Regions from separate parts of the Gossypium hirsutum genome. Here region 2 is linked to region 1. The links are chromatin contacts, called in public Hi-C maps. All regions are on one chromosome and are shown on one strand. The core of a region is the stretch at or near the end of the contact, and the rest is flanking DNA. Distances in the headings are between cores, read along the strand shown. Region 1 overlaps LOC107957312 (a long non-coding RNA gene). Region 2 holds the start of LOC107957314 (NLR family CARD domain-containing protein 3).

Region 1 (5,056 bases), core at 1,199-3,698:
TAAAAAATAAAAAGAGAAAAGCAAAGAAAAAGGTGAAGTCGGAGAAGAAGAAAAATAGGAAGATGAAGAGGAAACCCAACAACCCTAAAAAACTTTAGATTAAGCTTAACAATATTATAGGGTTAATTTAGTTGTTTTTTATAATGCTATTTATTTATAGGGATTGAGAAGCAAAACAATATATTTTAAAAAATGTTTGTATTTATTTGTTCTCAAGTTGAGGAATTTGGATTGTTTATGGAGCAACAACTTTTCACTCAAATTATTTTTTTAAAATTTGAATATTTAAGCAATTGAAACATTAGGGAAGGGAAGATGAATTCCAAATATTGTAGAGACTCAAGGTAATTAGATTTGTCATTGAAGTTTGGTATAGATTTGGGGACAGCTTTATTGTTAGGTATGGGTGATAATCAATTTGTCTGCCTACTTATGTTTCAAGTTGATTGCGGAGAATACCTTTGGTTGGGTGTTTTTATGAGGATTATAGTTTTTGTTTTTTTTAATGTGGGGGGATAGATGAGTTTATAATCTGATTCAATATAAATAGTTGTATTTTAGAAATTAAATTATTATTAATGATTGAATTTTAATTTAATTAGTATCAATATTATTATTTATGCATGCTGACATATATCTTTATTATTGCAAATGCATAATTCCTTAAAAATATATATATATAATATCGCAGAATCATATGCGTCCCATGAACAAAGGAGAAATTTAATTTGAACAATTTTAAATTTTGATGAATAGAATATAAAAGACGTATTAATCATAGAAAAGGAATTCTTATGTGAAAGACACTTGCATGGCTGTTTTTAATTCATAAAATGTTCTACAAAGTATTAGGTTCGATTTGACATCATAGTTTCAGATTCATATAACCCAACTTAACCCAGATTTTTAATTAATAATATATTATTTTGTTTAAAGATATTCATAATGCTGTAATCTGTGATGCTATTTGAATGAATTAGTTTTGATTCTTATGGTCCTTTTTTTGTTCAAATAAATATATTATTTTGTTTAAAGAAAAATTTTGAATTTTTTTTAAAAAATTATGTTTTAAATTACTATTTCAATAGACATAATTATTAAGGTAAATATTCATAAAAATTGAAATAAAAAATAACTGTTATTGAAATTATTGCCTTTAAAAGGAAAAACCGAAAAGGATGAGTAAAAATGATTTTTGAAGTAAATAAATTTTAAATTATTTCAATGAAAATAACTCACACCAATAATGATTTTAAAATATTTTCATAGAAAATCATAATTACAAAATGCATGTAAAAATTATATATAATATATAGTAAAAAGAATAAAAAAGAACTAAAGGCATTTTTGAAATAAAAGGAAAATTTTACAAGTTGTGCAAAGAAAAAAAAGTCATACAAGTTAATACAAAAATTAAAAGTATAATAATTACTATAATTTGAAATTAATAAGTTCAAATAAAAATTAAGTAATTTATATGATATCACAAAGGGTAAAGTACATATATAATCACTCAATTTTTCAAAAATTTCATTTTAAGCATTTAAAATAAAAATATTTACATTATAAAATTTTTATTTTAATCACTTCAGTTAAAATTGCATAACATTCCCACTATTTTTTGTTTCTTTCCGGCTCCACTACATGCATTTAAATATTTTATTTTCTCCTATTTTTAATTGCAGCACTTCCTTGGGCGCCGCACCATCGAGAACCGAAACCAAGCAAGAGCAGAACCCTTTCGCCGAAACCGCTGTCAACTCAGAGTCTACTGTTCCCTTCAGAGTGCATTTGGGCATCGAGTCAAACTCGGGCCGTGCAACATATGACCCGGTTCGAATCAGTCGGGGAGAGGAGGGAGAAGATAATCGTAGTAAAGGATGAGAGAAAATTTGTAAAGAATGTCTGTTAGCTCAGATGGAAGCTTTTATAGAGAAGTTCCTCTGTAGGGTCTATACATGTATAACAAAATTAGTCTACATTTTCCATCTAAATAAATCAAATTTGTTTCTCAAACATTGAACCCAAAAGACAACGCAAATGCAAGTGTTTGGAGACTGTGTAACAGCAAAATTTCAAAGTTTTTCAAATGATTAACGATTGAACAGCGGTTTTTGGGCGTGGGAGATGAAGAATTTCAACAGAATTTTCGCGTAGGAGATGAGCGTCTGGGTTGGAAACTATGTAACAGCAGAGCATGAAAACGAAGTGGGCTTTGAAGGAAGAGAACCAGGAGGAGATTGAATGCATTTGAGGGACTTGAAGAAGAAGCTTTGATGGACTCAGGGTATTCCATGGAAGTTGAAAAGGAGTGGTTTTGGGCTTGATTTGGGTTTGAGAGATAGCAAATAACAATGAACAGCACGAAAACGAAGAAGCAGCTTTAATGGCTGTGGTAGACAAGAAATCCATGGAAAAGAGAGAGCAAAGAGAAGACTTGAAGTGTCGTGTGTTATTCCGGTTCTTGATGGGGCGGCGGATGAACTTTTTTTTTTAAGGAAGCTGGGCTAATATTAAAACAAAACAGAATAAAAAGAAGTCCAACAAATCAAACCCAAAACAGGAAATAACCCAAACATAAAGCCAATAAAACAAACCAAAAGAAAGCCCAGCAAAGAACAGCTTAAACAGCAGACGATAAAGAGCAATCAGTTCCAACGATGAGCTGTTCCCCAAAACCAGCTGGTTGTTCAACAAAAGAGCAGCTGAAACGCCACCAGCAAAGCAACCAGCAACGATTATCCCAATTCCCAAACATCAAGACTAGAGGTGCTCATGGGCCGGGCCGGGCCTAAAGAACGGGTCTAAAATTTTTCTTAAGCCCGACCCAAATAAAAATACTAAAATTTGGGCTCGGCCCGGCCCGCCCGTATTTATTTTTATATAATTTTTAAATATATATAATACATCAAAAATACTAAAAAAATTAAAATAAATATTTTCCAACAAATTGAAAATAAATTTTAAAAAATATGTAAACTTAAATAGCACTAAGATAGGTGCAACTTAACAAGCAAATACCTCTAAAATAATAACAAAATTAACAAATACTTTTAAAATAATAACAAAATTAATAATAAAATAAGTTTTATACAATATCCAAACAATAACAACAAAATAGTAGCAACTAATAGTAATATGGTAGCAAAATAGGGAGAAAACAACAAGAAAATAACATTCAAAAACAAAACAAAAAATAGCAGATTTTTTTGTCATTTAGTGAATTCGTGCCGGGCCGGGCCCGGGCCAAAAATACCTTACCCGAGGCCCGGCCCATTTTTTAAACAGGCCTTATTTTTTGTCCAAACCCATTTTTCAGGCTTATATTTTTGCCCAAACCCTCCTACATTTCAGGCTGGCCTTCGGGCCGGGCCGAGTAGCCCGACCCATGAGCAGGTCTAATCAAGACCCTTTAAGCGTCCAAATCTAAGAAATCTAGCACACAAGCAACTTCCGAGACTCCCCAAAGACGAAACTCACCCTTTCCAAAACCCATCAAAAACCATTCGAGTCCCCTCAGCTCTCACTTTCCTTCCAAATCAATCCTCATCTAAACGTGCCCCACAAAGTCCTCCCCATTCCCCTTTCCTTGCCTCTAAATACAAACCGTTGATCACTCTCCACTGCCAATAGCGTAAAATCAAGCACTCGCCCATTTAGGTAATAACTATTCCCACCCTTCAAAATCTCTATAGCTAATAAATGGGCCACTATGTTCCCTTCACGAAGCATATGCTTAAAAACACACCGTCGAAAAGACCTAACCCACAGTTTATTATCCCTAATGTAAGCTCCAAGGACTGAGTTATCAGACATAGGGGAAAGAACCTTAAGAATAACTATTAGGGCATCTCCTTCAACAACCACATCTTGAAAGCCAAGATCCAGTCCCAAGCTAACAGCTTGAAGGCATTAAAGGGCCTCCACAACAAAAGCCGAAGGTATGTTCCTATTAATCACTATGTGCGAGGCGATTATAGATCCTTGACCATTTCTAAAAACAATCCTCCTACAGGAAGCCTTGGAAGGGGCACGATACGTAGCATCAAAATTAATTTTCAGGCTGCATCCGTCTGAAGGCCTCCATCTCTCAACCCCAATCAGATGACTAGGTAACTTCTCTTGTACCGCATCCAAATCCATAAGATAGGACTCTACCTTACAGATTATAACATGTATCTGAATAATAGCACTATCATAATCACAACAATTTCGTGCATGCCAAATAAACCATAGTGCACACACTACCTTTCTAGAAATAATAGGAGGGAAAACTTGCAAAATGTAAAATAACCAGACTTAGAAACAAGAATCTAATAGCTCACTGCGCCAAGTTATGTATAGGTCTACCCAAATACCAGTCACTGAAGAGCAGTCATGGAAGATGTAACAACCCGTTTTTAATGGTGTCAGAAACAGTGGCTTTGGGACCACGATTCTGACGAGAGAATAAATATTTTATTATTTATTTAAAGTCTATTAGGTTATATTAGAGTTGAACTGAAGTTTTGTTAAAAAATTTTGAAGTTTAAATAGTTAATTAGGTAAAAATGACTAAATCTTAATAGAAGAAAAAGTTGAATTCTATTAGTTTAATAGGTTATTTGGTATGAAAAGGAACACTAATGAACTTAAATGGTAATATACCACTTATGTTGATAGTGGGCAAATATGGACACGTTTATGCTAGTATTTAAGTTATATTATAAGGATAAGAGAGTAAATAATCAAATAAACATGAAATAAAATAAATAAAAGCTATGATCTTCTTTCTCTTTTTCTTGTTTAATCGAAAATACCATTGAAGGGGGAGAGAAAAGCTTAGATTTTTTTAATTCACTTGCATGGTATGTATTCAAGTCCTGTTTTTAGTAATTTTTATGCTTAAACTACTTAGCCCGGGGGTTAAATTGCAAAGCTGTTAAAGGTTAAGGGATATGTTAGGAATGAAATTGATGAATTTGTGATGTTAATTGATGGATTATTAAGCTTGGTTATTAAATAAACTTGTTTTGTTAAGTTATTTTGATGAATTTAGTGTTAAGGATTAATTTGC
Region 2 (5,056 bases), core at 1,737-4,236, 210 kb before region 1:
TCAAGCCAAAAAACCATACACGAGGTTCGATCCACTTTTTAAACAGGCATTATTTTTTGCTTAAACCTATTTTTCGGGCCTATATTTTTGCTCAAACCCTTCTAATTTTCGGGCGGGTCTTTGTGCTAGGCCAGAATGGACAGCTCTCATATAGATATTACTTGTTGATATATATTATATTCATCTTATTATACCTATTTATTATCCTTCAAAAAATTCCAAAAAAAAAAATAAAGAAAAAGAAATGTTGGAAAAATAGTTAAGTTTTTGTTCTTGCGCCGCACACAAATTAAAGATTAGGGTTTATATTAAGTTACTCAATACCGCATCAATACATATATAATTTTTTTTTATCTATATAGATACATATTGGAATCAGTCTATTTTGTTGTTTTATTTTAGACTAATCACTATTTTGAAAAAATATTTAATATATATATACAAAATATATTTATGTATTAAATAAATGAAAATAAATCAATTTCAAATATAAAATACTTATCAATAAATATAAATATTTATTACATTATATTTAGTTATGAGGAAGATGAAACGGATAAATTCTAAAACTATACATGAACTATAGTTTAATATTCAATTGTATAAATGAACTTTGATTTTGTGTAATTTTATATATGAAATTTTGATTTGATTCAATCTTTGTATATTATTAACATAATTATCGATATAACATCATTTTATGTTTATATATTACATACATAAATAATTATATTTATCCAATATAAAAATAAATTAATATATTTGTTTCTTTAAATGTGTATGATTAAATAAAAAATATATACATAATATATATTAGTTATTTCGATTAATATAAAAAATAATAGTTCAAAAAATACATTGCTAATATAAAAATTTATTATATATAATACATAATATTTATTTTGGTTAATTTGGTTAACTTGGTTAATTCTCTGATTTCGAACTAGATTAACTGATAACTGAAATTTTAAAAAATCATTAACCAACCTCCGATCGAACTACATTCGGCAATAAACTGATTAGCCAAATTAGATTGGTTTGGTAATTAATTCGATTTTAATCGAACTATGAACACCCCTACCTAGAACTATCTATAGCTCCTCCCCAATTCATAAATAGGAATATAATGTGTTTCAGCGTACTCAAACTCACGTCCTCCTTCATTGGTAATATTGGCCAAACCAGTCGAAAAAAGACTCAGTTGGTTAATATCAATTTTTTATTTATACATCTTATAAATGATCTTCCACAAATGTTTTTTTATGGTTTTTTTTTTCAATTATACAAAACAATTGATTAAATTTTTTTATACATCCCAATTAATTTAAAATTCTTATCATTAGATTTTTAAAAAATTATCATTTAATTATTCAAGAGATAATAGTTATAAAACTTTGACATAATATCTTATTTGATACCTGCAGTTTCATAGAATATTCAATGTGGTATATGTCTTTTGCATGCATTCAATATGGTACTTGAATTATCAATATGTATTTTCTTTATGGTACTTGTATTTTCATAAAATGTCTAATGTGGTACCTACTTGAACTATCAATATGTGTTTTTATTATGGTACTTGATCTTAACACTGAATTGCTAAACTAGTCAATAAAAATTCGACACATACAATTTTTTTCCAAACAATCAAGTCCACATGGATAATATAATTATGTGAAAACCTAAATAAAACAAAAAAAATTAATTTAAAAAGCAAATAACTAAACATATAGTTAATAAAAAAGAAATAAATACTAAACTTACGAAAACAACAAGATCATCATTTTCATTTAAATAAATGACCATCTTCATCAAAGAGTTTTCAATTTAAAATAATTATTTTGTAATCTCCATGTGATGGCCTGATGGTCAAGAGTGTTTATCGTCCTAGGTGTGGCCTCGGTTTGAGTCGTGCTAGTCGCATTTGTTTTTCGGGTTTTACTCTGTTATTGTAATTCACCAAAAAAAATATTTTTATTTAATTTTTAAATAATTTTTTAATTATCCATGAAAATGAACTTTCATGTAAGTTTAATATTTAATTTTTATTAACCATACATTTAGTTATTTTTAATTTAATTTAATTTTTTGTTTTTATACAATTTTTTGGGTTTTATTTAGCTTTTCACATGATTTTATATTATTCATGTCGACTTAATAATTTTGAAAAGAAAATGTACGTATTTAAATTTCATTGGTTGATTTAGCAATTTACTAATAGTGTTAACACCAAGACTATAATAAAACATATATTAATAAATCAAATAGCATTGGACATTTTCAAAGTACAAATATCACGTTCAACATTTTATCAAAGTACAAGCATCGACATTAACCCAAAATTTTTTATAATAAATTTAATTAAATAATATAATTTCTTTTATTTTTTTATACAATGCTTAAAATTAGGCATAGTTTATCTCTAACCCATACTAATTGAGCTAAAATTCAATTGGCATAATTTCATTTATTCTCAAACAATATAGTTTAACATTCAAAATTTTAAAATATAATATAATATAAAAATTATCATAAAAATAAATAATCTTAATATTTGCATTATTTAATTAAAATTAAAATTAAAATTAAAATTAATCTTAAATATAAATAAAATTAATTAAAATATCTTCATATTTAAATAGTATTTATCTTAATATTAAATTTAAATTTAAAATTCATCGTAAATATAAATAATATTATCTTACTATTTGAATTTCTTATCATTAGATTTAAAAAAAAAGAATTGTGATTATGATTATAAATTAAATTAAATTAAATTAAAATTTATTTTTAATTATTCGATCAAATTTAAAAATGATCATAAAATATGTATGATTTTATTATAAAATTTTAAAAAATAGATATATAATTTTATCAATTTTTAGAAAATCTAAATAAATATATATAAATGACATCCAATTATTATATAAAATAAAAAAAATTATTGAGAGAATTATTAAATAGGTTAAGCCGGCCTGACCCGGACAGAAAATCATCAAATTCTTTTAGGGATCAAGATAAACCCAACCCGAAAAGTCTTGTTTGTTTAATGCAAACTTTGCAAAGTCCATATGCTTTTATTTTTAGTTTTTTGGTTTTATAATTAGACAACATTCTGGAGATACTGTCGCTCTGTTCGCCGCTCCTATCCCTTCTTCTTCTTCTTCTCTGTAAACTGTAAAGTCCAATCGGTAGGTGCAAGATAGCAGCCTCTCTACCCTTATGCGCATTTAACCTCCACTTCCATGGCCCTCACTTCCACTCTCCCTCTATACTCTCATCCCAAGGTAATTACACGCGCTCACTCTTTTTCTTAATCTCTTCGGTCTCTCGAAAGGTGAAGCTTACTCTATTTGTTTATATGTTTCGTTATTCTCAGGTTCTTCCGAAGAAGCAGATGCTTGGCCTTCAAGCGTTGGCTTCGGACTACGGCCGCTGTCTTGGTCATGATTCTGCTTGGTTTATTACTAGGAGACGTTACTCCAGGTCCAAGAGATTGGTGGTAACGGCAGCGTACGGTGCGGAGGGAGGCGCGAGGCGGCGTGTTTACGGAGAGTCGCAGGCGCAGCAGCCTCTCAGTAGTGCTCCGGTGAAGCAGATTGCAACATTTCTGGCGCCCGCTGGCGTTTTTATCGCCGCTACTTTTGGTATGGATTTCCGTTTCTCTTCTTTTCTAGTGGATGGTGAATTTGGAAGAATCTAACTGATTGCATTCTTATGTATAAATTCATGAGTTTCGTCAATAATTTGGATGAGGTTGTTGAAATTCCCCAATTTGGTTGAGCACAATGAAAATTTACCAGCGCTCTGGTTTTTCTTGATTGCTTACTCAGGCCATAGCTATAAGCATTACATTTTTTAATGGCATTTGATTTTTAATCCGACTTTAGCATTTATTTTAGTCTTTAAGCCAACGTGTTGTCAGCTTTTATACCTTACTATTTCTTTCTGTTGCGCTAGGCATATGAATGGCATTTTGGAATCTTTCTTTTCCTTTTATTGGGACTGCGTTAGGCTTTGTACGGAATGTTTACACGAGTGCAGCACATATTCTTTGTTATGTTTATCCTACATGTACCCTAATTGATGTCTTCAGCTGACAGTTTTATGGAAATTGGTGGAGAAACTCCTTATGCCGAAGCCATCTAGGTCTTCATCTGTTGAAAATAAATCTCCTTCACAAGGAGTGAAGTGGTCTTTTGCCGCAGGAACAAATCTATTGTCAAGTGTTACTGCTAAGATTGATAGACAGTCAAAGCTGACACTCAATGAGTTTGCCAAGGAACTTAGGGCATTCAGCAGTGTTGATATGTCAGGTATGCTGACTGATTGTAGACTATTTCCATAGAAAAAGTGAAGCACCTATTTTAATCCTATTCACTTTTCATGTCTGAGTTTAATGATGCAGCCACGAAAATCCAAGATGCAGTTAATGGACGGTAGAAATGGTCTACTAGTCTTTTAAAAGTTTTCATTGTGATGTAATTAGTTTCTTTCCTTAGCATTGTTAGCAAGTTATCCAGTTGGATTTAAGATGCAATATATTTTTTACTGCATGTGGATTCATTTCATGTGAACGAAACATGATAAACCTTACTATACATTTTTATTAGGACGCAACTTTGGAGATGAAGGACTGTTTTTTCTTGCCGAGAGCTTAGGTTACAATCAGGTTATGCTTTCCTAGTCTTTATTTTACTATCTTGTTTTATTATTTTCTTTGTGTCCATTATTATGAATGAGGTGTTTTATCTTATCCTGTAAGATCCTCATGTTGACTGTGTTCTGTACGAACTTTTCTATTTCATTAGTGAAAGTTTGAAGCATTGGTGCTCCTTGCTATGCATTCTCTGAATGAGTACTTCTCCTTTTCAGATCGTTGAGGAAGTAAGCTTTGCTGCTAATGGAATAACAGCCAGAGGAATGGAAGCCTTTGATGGTGTTCTTGAAGCAAATACGGTATTGAAAACCCTTGATCTTTCAGGCAATCCCATTGGAGATGAAGGAATAAAGGTCAGCCTAAATTTGCCATTATATAACTGACAACTTTACAAAT

What was found. A called contact is a pair of places that touch in the nucleus more often than the background predicts.
Region 2: a Hi-C map of leaf shows a contact between it and region 1, with 3 times the contacts expected there. The contact joins the promoter of LOC107957314 here to the enhancer-like site in region 1. A contact is called at or near these places in 12 of 34 Hi-C or Micro-C datasets (anther, callus, hypocotyl and 2 more).

Annotation. Positions count from the first base shown.
Region 1 is chrA05:74,580,418-74,585,473 of Gossypium_hirsutum_v2.1, forward strand. It overlaps LOC107957312 (a long non-coding RNA gene), which reads left to right. Exons shown (of 2, transcript XR_001700406.2): 2 at 1,686-2,016. Among protein-coding and RNA genes, the nearest start is that of LOC107957312, 4.2 kb to the left of the region's middle. Within about 2 kb of position 2,449, at least 3 of the 9 cell types and tissues checked have an H3K27ac peak or open chromatin away from gene starts, as enhancers often do. A contact at or near this core is called in leaf, where this site is marked.
Region 2 is chrA05:74,369,119-74,374,174 of Gossypium_hirsutum_v2.1, forward strand. LOC107957314 (NLR family CARD domain-containing protein 3) reads left to right here and starts at 2,987. Exons shown (of 18, transcript XM_016892818.2): 1 at 2,987-3,287; 2 at 3,380-3,647; 3 at 4,104-4,316; 4 at 4,614-4,672; 5 at 4,876-5,013. The coding sequence starts at 3,246.